4 separate regions of the Mus musculus genome follow, and regions 1, 3 and 4 are each linked to region 2. The links are chromatin contacts, called in public HiChIP or PLAC-seq, capture Hi-C and promoter capture Hi-C maps. All regions are on one chromosome and are shown on one strand. Each heading gives the region's core, a stretch centred on a gene start, on an enhancer-like site or on the middle of the called end of the contact. The rest is flanking DNA. Distances are from core to core; before and after follow the strand shown.

Region 1 (2,765 bases), core at 59-2,558, 1.0 Mb before region 2:
TCAGGACGTACATACATAAGTTTGGCAAAAGACCCAGAAGACTGGCTGGAATTGGACTCTGCAGAGAATCGCCATCAGGTACCGTCCTTATGAGGATGGATTCCACAACTAACCAAACGTTCCGTGTATTTATCCTTTTAAGAATCTGGATTCACTCCAGGGTATTTTTCCATCTCAGGACTCATTTAATTGGAATGCACACACTGATACCCCAGCTGGATGACTCTGTGTGAATTAACATGGACGGGAGCTTAGCTGTATGCTAGTTATGACAACCCTTGAAATGGTTTAAAGTCAAAACATCTATCAAGATACACACAAAGGAATTCAGAGAAGCCAGAAAAGGAGATAAGAGAGAATTCTGTGCAATCTTTTTAGAGAGGTCACCCAAACATTTTAAAGTAACGACTTGTAGATCTGTGGTAGAGAACCGAAATAATGCTCCCTGTTGATGATAAACCGGAAGTTAGTTATACAGAAGAACCCTAATGTGCACAGGTACAGAGGCTATGTGCCCTGTAGTTTGAAAAAGGGTGGGCCAGAAGGATAAGCCAGAGCAATAAAGCTGCACTGGAAAGAATGCAGAGGCTAAATGAAGCATTCCTTTGTGTTTCTGTATGTCAAGAGTCACATCTCACAGCTGGTGTGGTGGCCTGGTCTGTTATGACACCTAGAAAGGCCAGTGTGGTGCTGAACATTCTATAAGGTGCTACAGCTTAGACACAGCCGAGACACACCTAACTCAAATGTCAGAAAGGTCAATGTTGGGGATCCTTGTCCTGGTGTGAGAGTGAAGAAGGCAGAAAAGAATCTGAGGTCTCCAGAGCTGACCAGTCTCTTAAACCTGGCCAGCATTCTCTCCACCGGGTCTTTTTGCTCGATAGGAGAGATGTGAGATGTTAGAGTTTTTCTGCCATTTATATAAAATGTCAGTACCTGAGGGCTGGGACAGTAGTGGAGTCTTGGACACAGTAATTACAAGGGAGGCTTCTGTGGTTTTCTGTGCATACTCGGCAAAAACTTGGACCCTGGTTATAACCCTGAAAGGAACTCCCAACATTTCTGTTTAATGCTGTCTCATTTATTCCCATTGAGAGTTAGCACATTTTAGTCATTGAGGCCATAACACTCATGTAGTGTGGAACACACCCTCCCACAGAGGGAGGAAGACAGGGAGAGAGGAGGAGGGGGAAAGAAGAGAAGAGGAAGAGGGGGGGGGGGGCGGGCGTTGCATGCCCCCTAGTGGACACCCTTCTAATTGCTTCATCCAAGCGGTTTGGTTAAATCCCTTGGTTTTCTGAAGTAGGTAGTCATAGCAAACAAACAGTGCTAGCGAGGATTCCTGATTTAACTAGACCAGTCTGCAGCTAGCTGCTGAACCCGACTGCAGGCAATGGTCAAAGTGCAGCGATCCTGCTTTTCCGTTTCTTTTCCTTTTCACCCGGACAGCCCACAGCCCCTCTGACACCTCCCCTGGGACTTCCTGACTCTGGGACCTCCCCACGCTGCGCCCTGCAGCTATTTGAGGCCAGAGCACAGGCTCTTCCTTCTCTAGATTCTGCTTGCTGACAGCCTGAACCTGGGGTTCCAGGTAAGCTCTGCTACGAGCTGGCTGAAGATGGTGGGGTAGGGTGCTGGGGTTGTGGGACCTGGATGGGAGGAGCTAACTTGGCGCATGGAATGGGCATGACATAAGAATCCTGCAGGGATTGGTACGAAGAGGTATCAAAACCAAGAGGGACCTAGTCTGTCCAGGGCGGCAGGCTTTGCCACCCTTGTGGCCTCTTATTGGCTGAGTGAGCCTGCGTCTTAGAGACGGGGTTGGGCTGTTCTCAGGGGGTTGCCCATACCCTTAGTGCCTTTAAGCTTGGATCAATACCCCAGGATTTGTCCAGTTTTGTCCTTTGTTTGTTTTTGTTGTTCTCTTGTTTGTTATTGTTTTATCACACTCGTGGCAATGGTGGTGGAATCCTGCAAGATTTGATGTCTGTGGGACATAGGCGAAGTTTTGATAAAGTTTGTGTGTCAGATGAAAGCTCAGGTTTTCCTCCCTTCCTTTGTTTTGTTGGTGGACCCTGAGCCTGTTCTTCTGCTTGCTCAGCCCCAGAGCCCCAGGCTTACTGTTCCTCCTTCTTACCTTGAATCCATTTTGAGAATCGGAAGTATGGAAATCTAGCATTCATGTGCTGTCAGGAAGCTAGATGAGGTTTGGCTCTTTTACACCGTTTTTAGGGTATGTGGGAAACAGCTGCTTGTGAGAGCATTGTACCTGAGGCTGCCCACTTCCTCGTGTGGTTTGTGTGTGGAGGGTCCGACTATCAAATAACATTTGTGTTAAGGTCCTGTGAGCCGTGCTGGGGCCCAGTAATGTGAATGTGGTTACAGGAAATGACTGCTGTTTGTGTTTGAGAACTACCCTGAGTATCTGTACCCACTATGGCTTCTGTTGTCACACAGAGAGGGTGTATGGTTCACACTTTGTTCCCTAAAGCATGTTCGCTTGGATCCCTGTGTCTTCTTCCATGGATTTCACACTTAGTCAACCAGACTCAGCAGATATAAACCAACAGCAGATAAAAACTACTTTGGAGAAGCTAGGTGTTCTGTAGGTAAGCCAGCATCCAAGAGACAGAGTCAGGAAGATAAGAGTGGGAGGTCAACCTGGATGACACAACGATGAGACTCCAATTCAAACGTGGCTAAACTGTTTTTCCTTTTCTGCTCTAAATAGTATGGTATAAAGGGTGGTTTATTTGGCATTTACA
Region 2 (2,700 bases), core at 39-2,538:
CAGTCATGCATGATCCCACAGGGGCTGAGGCACTTACACCTGCATCTCTATTAGAAAATGTAGACCATCTCCAGGCCAAGGCTCACTGGCAGCCCTGACCCTGCCGGGGAATGCAGTAATCCACTTCTTAATATAAGGAAAATGGTAGCAGAGAGATCAGCCATACCACCATTCCTTGAATTGGTAAGATGTCACTGTGGATAGAAAGCCAGAAAACCAACAACACACACACACACACACAATTTTTCACCTAAAGTTCTACCAGCTCCTTTGCCCAGCTTCTGCAACTACTTGGTCTTGCAACATTTTTTTAAAAATTTTTTTTATTAGGTATTTTCCTCGTTTACATTTTCAATGCTATCCCAAAGGTCCCCCATATCCAGCCCCCCAATCCCCTACCCACCCACCCCCCCTTTTTGGCCCTGGCATTCCCCTGTACTGGGGCATATAAAGTTTGTGTGTCCAATGGGCCTCTCTTTCCAGTGATGGCCGACTAGGCCGTCTTTTGATACATATGCAGCTAGAGTCAAGAGCTCCGGGGTACTGGTTAGTTCATATTGTTGTTCCACCTATAGGTTTGCAGATCCCTTTAGCTCCTTGGGTACTTTCTCTAGCTCCTCCATTGGGAGCCCTGTGATCCATCCATTAGCTGACTGTGAGCATCCACTTCTGTGTTTGCTAGGCCCCGCAACATTTTTTAATTAACTATTGTATTTTTACCTATATATCAGTTTCACTGTTTTCTCCATTGACGACATCTGGCAAGAGTGGCTTACCGTGACGTGGACACTGATAGGATAGGCAAAGAATGCATCCTTCAACACAAAGATTGTTCTTTAACTCCTAAATCTTTGCAACCACTACTCTGATTCCCTATTCCTGTAATTTACTCTTTCAAGAAACAGAATCATTAAATACATATTCTTTGGTGATTGGACGCTCTTACTCTGGGAAATTCCCTGAAGACTGGAGCAGGATGTATTCACAACTCATTTCTTTTTTTTTTTTTTTTTTTTTTTTTTTTGATTGCCTAGTAGTACAGTGTTTTTGTGCTGATTTGCCTGGATATATTAGTGCTTGTAGAGGATGAGGTACAAAGCAGGAAGGCACCACTTCCCATCTCCCAGCACAGGCTTTCTGCCAGATGCCGGAAGCAAGGAGAGAAACTGGTTTTGCCCACAACTACTGGAGCCCAGCGTGGGGCAGGAACAGGTCAAGGAGACAGTAGGGGAGGGAAGATTGAAGTCCACTGATTGGGAGTTGTGGGGCGGGTTGTTGCCAAGAAGCCGCTAGAGGTCAGTGTGAGGGCGGGGCCGGGTGGGGAAAACGGCCCTGGGCGCAGCGGCAAAGCGTGCAGGCAAGCTCTAGGCATTCTGGCCCTAGACACTGGCTGTGTCACATTGTGCGTGTGTTCCCTCCAGGAGGCAGAGGTAAGAGTCTGTTCACTGCTTCCCTGGGGCATGCGCGTCCTTTCTGCAAGCAACTTTGGGGACTGGGGGAAATGCAGGACTAAAGAGGTCCCTTCCGGTTTTCAGCTTGCATATTAAACTGTAGACCGGTGTTCCCAGGGTGCCTCGCTCCTCAAGCCTTTAAGTATTTGCAGGCGCGTCCACACTGGGTCCAGGTCCTGCTTAACGTGAATGGTTGCGTTTCGCCAGCCCACTCTTGTATAGTGAGCAGTTGTGAGTCTCTGCATATTTTTTTAGCAAAGGGTAAAAATCGAAGTGAGCCAGAGCGAAGTTTGTGCAGGGTGTCTTCCCTTAGCCTGGCAACTGCGGTTTACTCTGCCTTAAAGAACACTGGCTCAAAGGAAGTATCAGCTTCTGTAACCTTAATGTGAAACTATCGGTTTCAGTAACCTGTAATTTCTGGAAATATAAGTAAGGAAGAGACAGAAGACTGAAACTTTGTGACTCGCAGAAGCCTCTAAGGGAGCATGGAGGGTGGGGGAGAGGAGCGCGATTGAGCAAGAGCACTCTAGAAAAAGATAAACTAAGTGAACACAGAAAGCAGGCAGGCAATGCTGTCACTACAGGATAACATGTCAGCTGTTAGAATGACCACCATAGAGCCTGCCTGTGTAGAAAATGATACAGTAAAACTATCAAAATAACTGCTGGATGTTGAGACATAATTATGCTTATCTCTAAATATCGTGAAGTTCTTTTCATGTGGCTTGTAGGTTAACAACCACACCTCCCCCACAAACAACACAACAGCAAAAACAAAACAAGAAAAAACAAACAACAAAACCTTGGTTAACTTACAGTTTCCACCTAAGGCGAGTAACTGAGAGTGAAAAGCCTGTATCAGGAGATTGTATCTATGTTCGAATTTCTTACTCTTCCGAGAGTTAAGTAAGAGGAAATTTCAACCCCATGCACCCAGCCAGCCACACCCAATTGTAATACAAATTTGTAAACTGAGCTGAGTAGCACAGATGAGGCGGTGAGGCTAGGGGTAGAGTGTAGAGTGTGCCTAGCAGCACTGCAAAGTCCGGACTAAGGCAGCTGTGTGCCTACTTGAGGGAAATCTCGGGATGTGTTTTGCTCATCTACAGTAGTCCTGGGAACCTTTGAAAATGTGTATTAACCTTAGAGCTATCTGCCTAAGATCTTCTGTTATTCTTGGCATAAAATCTTTACTCTGACCTATTTATCATCCCCCCACTCAGGTCCCTGGCTGCATCACCAGCCACTC
Region 3 (2,700 bases), core at 200-2,699, 960 kb before region 2:
ATACTGCGTAAATGAGGAAAATACCTAATTAAAAAAAAAAAAAGATACAAGGACAAAGAGGAAGATAGCAGTGGGCCAGCTGCTTCAGTGACGTGGGATCAGGGGGAAAGTGACCCCAAGAACAAAAGTTAAGACAGGAGGTGGTCAGACTGGCTGTTGATCAAAGGAGAGAAAATACGGTAACCTAAAGGGACAGGAGGTTGGATCTCCTCCTGCTGGTGGAGGACAGAGGGTGAGGAAGCAGATGTTGCAGGTAAGGAAGCCAAACCTTGCCTCAAGCAAGATGATCAAGAAAGCCAGGAGCTAAAGGTCCTGCAGCTGCTGTCACTTCCTGCTGGGTCAGGGGTTAGAGGAGAGTGGTGTGAGGAGATTCTTGTGGAAAATGGAGCTGAGAGGATGAGCACCTTGGAGAAGCCAAAAAGCAACACAGCAAGCTTCAGGGAAGAAGAGATTGGAGAAAAGCCATGAGCCACAAGGAGAACACGTGGGAAAGAAAGCTTTCTAGATTGAGTATACCACAGGGTTTAAAATTGAATGGACTCTCAAGGTTAGCAAAATGGGTGACTCATCCTATAGACAGGGTGAGCCTCTCCTGTGTCTGAGAAGTCTTCCTAATGTTCTTTCCTGTTTCCCACCAAGGCTTCCTATGTTGAAGTTCTACTTATGCGTTTGGCCTCGTATAGTTTCATTCTTTGTCATTTTAAAAGCTTGTCCTTAAATAACTGAACAAAGAAATACTGAATCTCTATTAACTACAAAGGAGAATGAGGTTTTCTCAGCAACTTTGTAAGATGTAGCATCTGAGAGCCACCAAAGCCACACATGAGGCTACTGCTGAGTCACTGCAGCCATGCTCGTCTTGAGAGCCCTGCATGCTTAGGTGTGTCTCATTCTCTCTTTTCCTACTTTTCTTCCCTTTCTGTATTACTTTTTAAAAATATATTTGTGTTTGCTTCTCAATAAATCCAACTCCATCTCATACGATCTCTTTCAGAAATTTCTTTCTCTGGCAAAGTCAAGAATGGTGGTTTCACTTGAGTTGAGTTTTTTTTTTTTTTTTTTTTTTTTAAACATATTCCAATGCCCACAGCTCACATCGTGTGGCAAGCCTGTCGCCTGTGCCCCGGTCACTGCCACCTTGAACACTTAAGGCTGAGCCTCAGAAACATCTGTTTAGCAAAAGACCACACACATGATTGCATACTCTGTTTAAACAAAGTGCTCATGACTGGTTAAAAAAGCCAGAAAATGGGTTAGTGTTTGCCAGGAGAGGAGGCTGGGTGTGTGGAAATGGATTTAGACACGGGGCACCCTTCACATCTACCACTTGCCACCCCGCAGGCCCAGAGTTTTATTAAAATCCCTGACATTCTCCCTTGGTGCACAGCGAAAACTCCTGCTACTTTCACTTTCTCTAAGGACCCAGTTTTTTCCCAACCCCCACTCATCCTCTTCCTGCTGTGGTCGCCAGAGCCAGAAGCAGCCTGTCTCCCCGCCCCTGAGCAGGAGCACAAAACCAGAAGTCCCTGCCTTGTACAGGCAGCTCTGAAAGCCTACTGGGAGCATCAAGGCTGCAAACGCTGGATTGAGAAGCCGCAACTGTGGTAGGTGCGGGCATCTGGCTCGGGGTGGCGCTGTGGGACCCGCAGAGGTCATGTTTACAAGGCATAGGCTGAGTCCAGGAGGGAAAACAAGACTGCTTAGTTAGGGAAAGAGACAGCTGGGAGGTAATGTCTGATGAGCTTTTTAAATGGTGACTCCTTTAGGATCTCCAGCTGGCCAATGGCAGAGATGCAGATCTTAGGGCTGGTTTCTAAGCTGTGTTGGCTCCTCCTGAGCCAGGCCTGGGGACTGCAGGATATTGGCGGCCTCTCCACTGGTATCTTTTTATGCTTTCTATCAGTCCTTACCACCTAGGCAATTTGAAAGCCTCTGTCTTCTCCCTGTGGATCTTGCAAAGTAATCCCTCTCTTACTTCCGGACCCTTTAAACATCTGGGGTCTCTGGTACAAATTTGAGCACTGCTCATTCTCATTTATAAAATAATTCACTCCATGCTGACAGTGATCATATCTTTGATAACTTTATCTGAGAAATCAAATACCCCTTTATTTGAGTATGCTTACTATTAGAGTGCCAGACATCCCCCTTACCTTCAGAGAGCTCCAGAATATGGAGTAGAAAGGACAGCAATCAGTAAGAGAAAGGTGACACTTAAGAGAAAGGTGACACTTAAGAGCAGACCTGGGGTGGGGAAGCTGCACTAGGGAAGGAGAGCAGAGGCCCTGAGGCTGTCCTGTTCCAATGAAGTTGGGAAAGGGGAGTAGTTTGAACTCAGTGACAGGGATGGGGTAGGGAATGTTCTAGGTGAAATAAACTGCACTTCAAGGACTCAGAAGCAACTTTAAAGTGACATAAGGGCAGGAATGCAGGAGAAGGGGGCAAGCTGGGTTAGATGAGAGGACTAGCCAGAGAGTAAGTCTTTGAAATAAAGCAGCCCCACCTTTCCTCCAGAGCCCTGGAAGTCATAAGGGGAGGAGCCAGAGGATCCGAGTACACTCTCAGGTTGCTGTGTCCCTCTGTCTGAGGAATGGGAAGAAGTGTGGTTTGAGTGTTCTGATGCTCCCTAGGCTATGTGATCTGCATGTTAACTCAGTAGGAAGCACTCTGAACATATGTGAGGGTTCAAAGGTGAACCCT
Region 4 (2,720 bases), core at 141-2,640, 770 kb after region 2:
GATCGATCCCATGGATTTCCCTTACTTTCCCCTAAGGCAACTTGCTCAGTCTGAGTATCATGTCTTATCAACCAATAGCAGAACGGGGCCCGTGCTGCTACAGCAAAGAGGCATACTGCTCCATACCACATGGAGAAGAACCTATACTACACAAATGCCCCACTCTTAGATAGCTTAGTTTTAGTCTCATCACCCAGAAGGAAAATACAACGGCTTTTCCCAAAATTATCCCTTACCAGATGGATGCCTAACAACCATCAGAAGCTCGATCAAATGGAGGCAAACATGCTCATGTCTGGCTATTATGATTGCAGCGCAGGACATAGCTGCTGGGCTGGACATTTTACAGTGGGCATCAGACTGAAAAGAGAAATAGCCCAGGAAAGAACATGGCAATTAGTAAGCCTTCCTGTGAATATAACCAGCTCACCAAGCAGACTCAGGGGACAGAGACTAAGAGATTCGAGGGCAAGACCCCTCAGTAGGAGTGTCAAGATTAAAATGTTGTTAGTCATTGTGGTATTGGGTGGCTTCCAGGAATGTATCCAACAGCTATTTAAAGAGCACTTTAAAGAATTGAGTCATGGTGTAGCATATCCACTGCTAATGGAGGCTGAGGCAGGAAGATTGGAAGTTAGAGGCTAGCCTGGGCTGCATAGGAAGACTCTGTCTCAAAAACAAAAACAAAAACACAGCAAACAAACAAAGAAGAACATTTCATAGAAATTTGAAATCCCTTGAAATTGAGTAGCTCACACATGAAAGAAATTACTAGGTTTCTTGCCCCAGTTAGAGGGCTTTTGTAGAGTTTCCCCATATTCAATAGTTTTAAGACAACACCACACTGAAGTTGTGAGCTCTGAAATATTTTCTCTTTTTTTTTCTATTTATTTATTTATTGAGGAATAAAGTTCTATCATTTTATATCCTTATAAAATTTTGAAATTAAAAAGCTTTTCTAAAACCTGAAAGTTATTCTGATCAACCATACTATACCACATGCAAAATGGAGTCAGAGCTTTCTGTCTCCTCTGTAGCTAAGATCACTAATGAGTTATTGTATGAAAAGGCAATAAAATCATGCTGTCTGGAGAGTGCCAATACTTTCAGACTAGTGTATCACGTAAACTCTTTAGTAACAACCTACACACAAAAATTTAATCTGTAATAATCAAAGGCCCAAGTGAGCAACGACAGTCCAGGAAAACTTCATGGGAGGATTGCATTTCAGTTGTCAGGAGATCAGACGCTGGCAGCAGGACTGCATCCATCAGTCAGTCCAAGTCGGCAGTTATACATGACCACCACCTGATTGGCCCAATCTCTGTCCTGATTGGTTAGAGCCTGCCCTAGCAGTTGGCCAATGTTTTGCATATTTTCTGTGTCAGTTAGAACAAACAATATTCGCAAAAGCACCAGAAGGAAGAGTCTTGGCTCATACATCAAAAGGTGAGGGGACTGGCTTGAATCCAGCTGGGGCAGATGTGGGAGGTACAGCTCTTTAAACTCGAGTAAAACCAATTGTGAAGGGAGTTGAATGTTAGAGGAAAGGAATTTGTCCATTATCCTGCAAGCAGGGGAGACTAATGAGCCCTATCGGTGACATAATATCAACATTTTTATTGTAATTTAGGAATCACAAACTAGCAGGAAGGAGGAAGATGCCTTAAAGGGCTATGACATATGCACTAGGAAAATAGAAATTGGGGCTTGTTCTCTCTATTGGTTGCTTTTCACTGCTGTGTCAAAAGCAACCTAAGGAGGAGGAAAGGGTTTATTTTGATTGACTGTTTGACTCACATTTAATCCTGACAGCAAGTTGGCAGAAGCACGGAGTCATGTTGTTTCTGTAGTCAGAAAGCCGAGCAAGATAAGGACTGCGTTCATCTGCCTTTCCCTATTTCTCCTTTCTACTAGGTCTGAGACTCACGCCCATGGGCATGGTAAGGCCATGTTCAAGATGGTTTGTCTTTCCTCAGTTAAATCTTTCTGAAAATACTCCCACCAGACAACATGCCAAGAGCTGTGTATCCTAAGGTTCCAAATCCTGTTAGTTGACAAGATTAACCATTACATGAGTCTCACCTCCTTAACTCAGGTCTGATACTGTTAGCTTATAGTACTGAAAGCATACTGAAGGCTTCTTGTCTCTGCTAGATTGCTCTGAACTCCTCTTTTCTGCCACTGCAGCAGTAGGTGGTTATAGCCAAGTGTCTTCATGCTGGGTACCTGAGGATGTCTGTTCTCTCTCTCTCCCCCCCCCCTCTCTCTCTCTCTCCCTCCCTCCCTCCCTCCCCCTCTCTCTCTCCCTCTTTCCTCTCTCTCTCTCCCTCTCTCCCTCCCTCTCTCTCTCTCTCCCTCTCTCTCTCCCTCTCCCCCCCCTCTCTCTGACTACTCCAATGCAGAGGCAGTAAACTTGACATATAGAACTGTTGATACCCAGAGTGACTATCAGCCACAGAGACTAGGAAGGAGGACTTAGATAAATGCTTTCTTCATCCCATGGTGCTGGAATTTATTTCAGAGGGCTCCCCAGAGTTCCTATAGTATCTAGCATTTCTGTCCTCTAGACTTGGAGTGGAATGTGTTGGTCCCAGATTGACACTTCTAGATTGCAGTAGAATGTTGAAGTTGTGGGACCTAATGGGGACTGTGAGACACTGGTGCCCTTCTCTTTCTCTCTGCTTCCTGGCTGTCCTGTCATAGCTTCCTCTGCTATG

The links. Promoter capture Hi-C pulls out the DNA fragments that hold promoters and counts their contacts. HiChIP or PLAC-seq counts read pairs in DNA pulled down with a chosen protein or histone mark. Capture Hi-C pulls out chosen DNA fragments and counts their contacts.
Region 1: a contact with region 2 is called in a capture Hi-C map of macrophages, with 2.1 times the contacts expected there. The contact joins the promoter of Serpinb6b here to the promoter of Nqo2 in region 2. A contact is called at or near these places in 1 of 39 promoter capture datasets (3T3-L1-derived adipocytes), 1 of 115 datasets of contacts at active chromatin or transcription factors (large pre-B cells) and 1 of 9 other capture datasets (macrophages).
Region 3: a FOXA1 HiChIP or PLAC-seq map of pancreatic cancer cells shows a contact between it and region 2. The contact joins the promoter of Serpinb9 here to the promoter of Nqo2 in region 2. A contact is called at or near these places in 3 of 39 promoter capture datasets (3T3-L1-derived adipocytes, cranial neural crest and embryonic stem cells), 3 of 115 datasets of contacts at active chromatin or transcription factors (large pre-B cells, microglia and pancreatic cancer cells) and 1 of 9 other capture datasets (pancreatic islet).
Region 4: a contact with region 2 is called in a promoter capture Hi-C map of pre-B cells, with 3 times the contacts expected there. The contact joins the promoter of Fam50b here to the promoter of Nqo2 in region 2. A contact is called at or near these places in 1 of 39 promoter capture datasets (pre-B cells) and 1 of 115 datasets of contacts at active chromatin or transcription factors (microglia).

The regions. Positions count from the first base shown.
Region 1 is chr13:32,963,953-32,966,717 of GRCm38.p6, forward strand. It overlaps Serpinb6b (serine (or cysteine) peptidase inhibitor, clade B, member 6b), which reads left to right and starts at 1,309. Exons shown (of 7, transcript NM_011454.2): 1 at 1,309-1,591.
Region 2 is chr13:33,963,371-33,966,070 of GRCm38.p6, forward strand. It overlaps Nqo2 (N-ribosyldihydronicotinamide quinone reductase 2), which reads left to right and starts at 1,289. Exons shown (of 7, transcript NM_001163241.1): 1 at 1,289-1,430. It also overlaps a transcript of Serpinb6a not described here.
Region 3 is chr13:33,003,092-33,005,791 of GRCm38.p6, forward strand. It overlaps Serpinb9 (serine (or cysteine) peptidase inhibitor, clade B, member 9), which reads left to right and starts at 1,450. Exons shown (of 7, transcript NM_009256.3): 1 at 1,450-1,604. Gm36181 (a long non-coding RNA gene) reads right to left here. Exons shown (of 3, transcript XR_382177.2): 1 at 2,504-2,700.
Region 4 is chr13:34,733,460-34,736,179 of GRCm38.p6, forward strand. It overlaps Fam50b (family with sequence similarity 50, member B), which reads left to right and starts at 1,391. Exons shown (of 2, transcript NM_001382856.1): 1 at 1,391-1,449.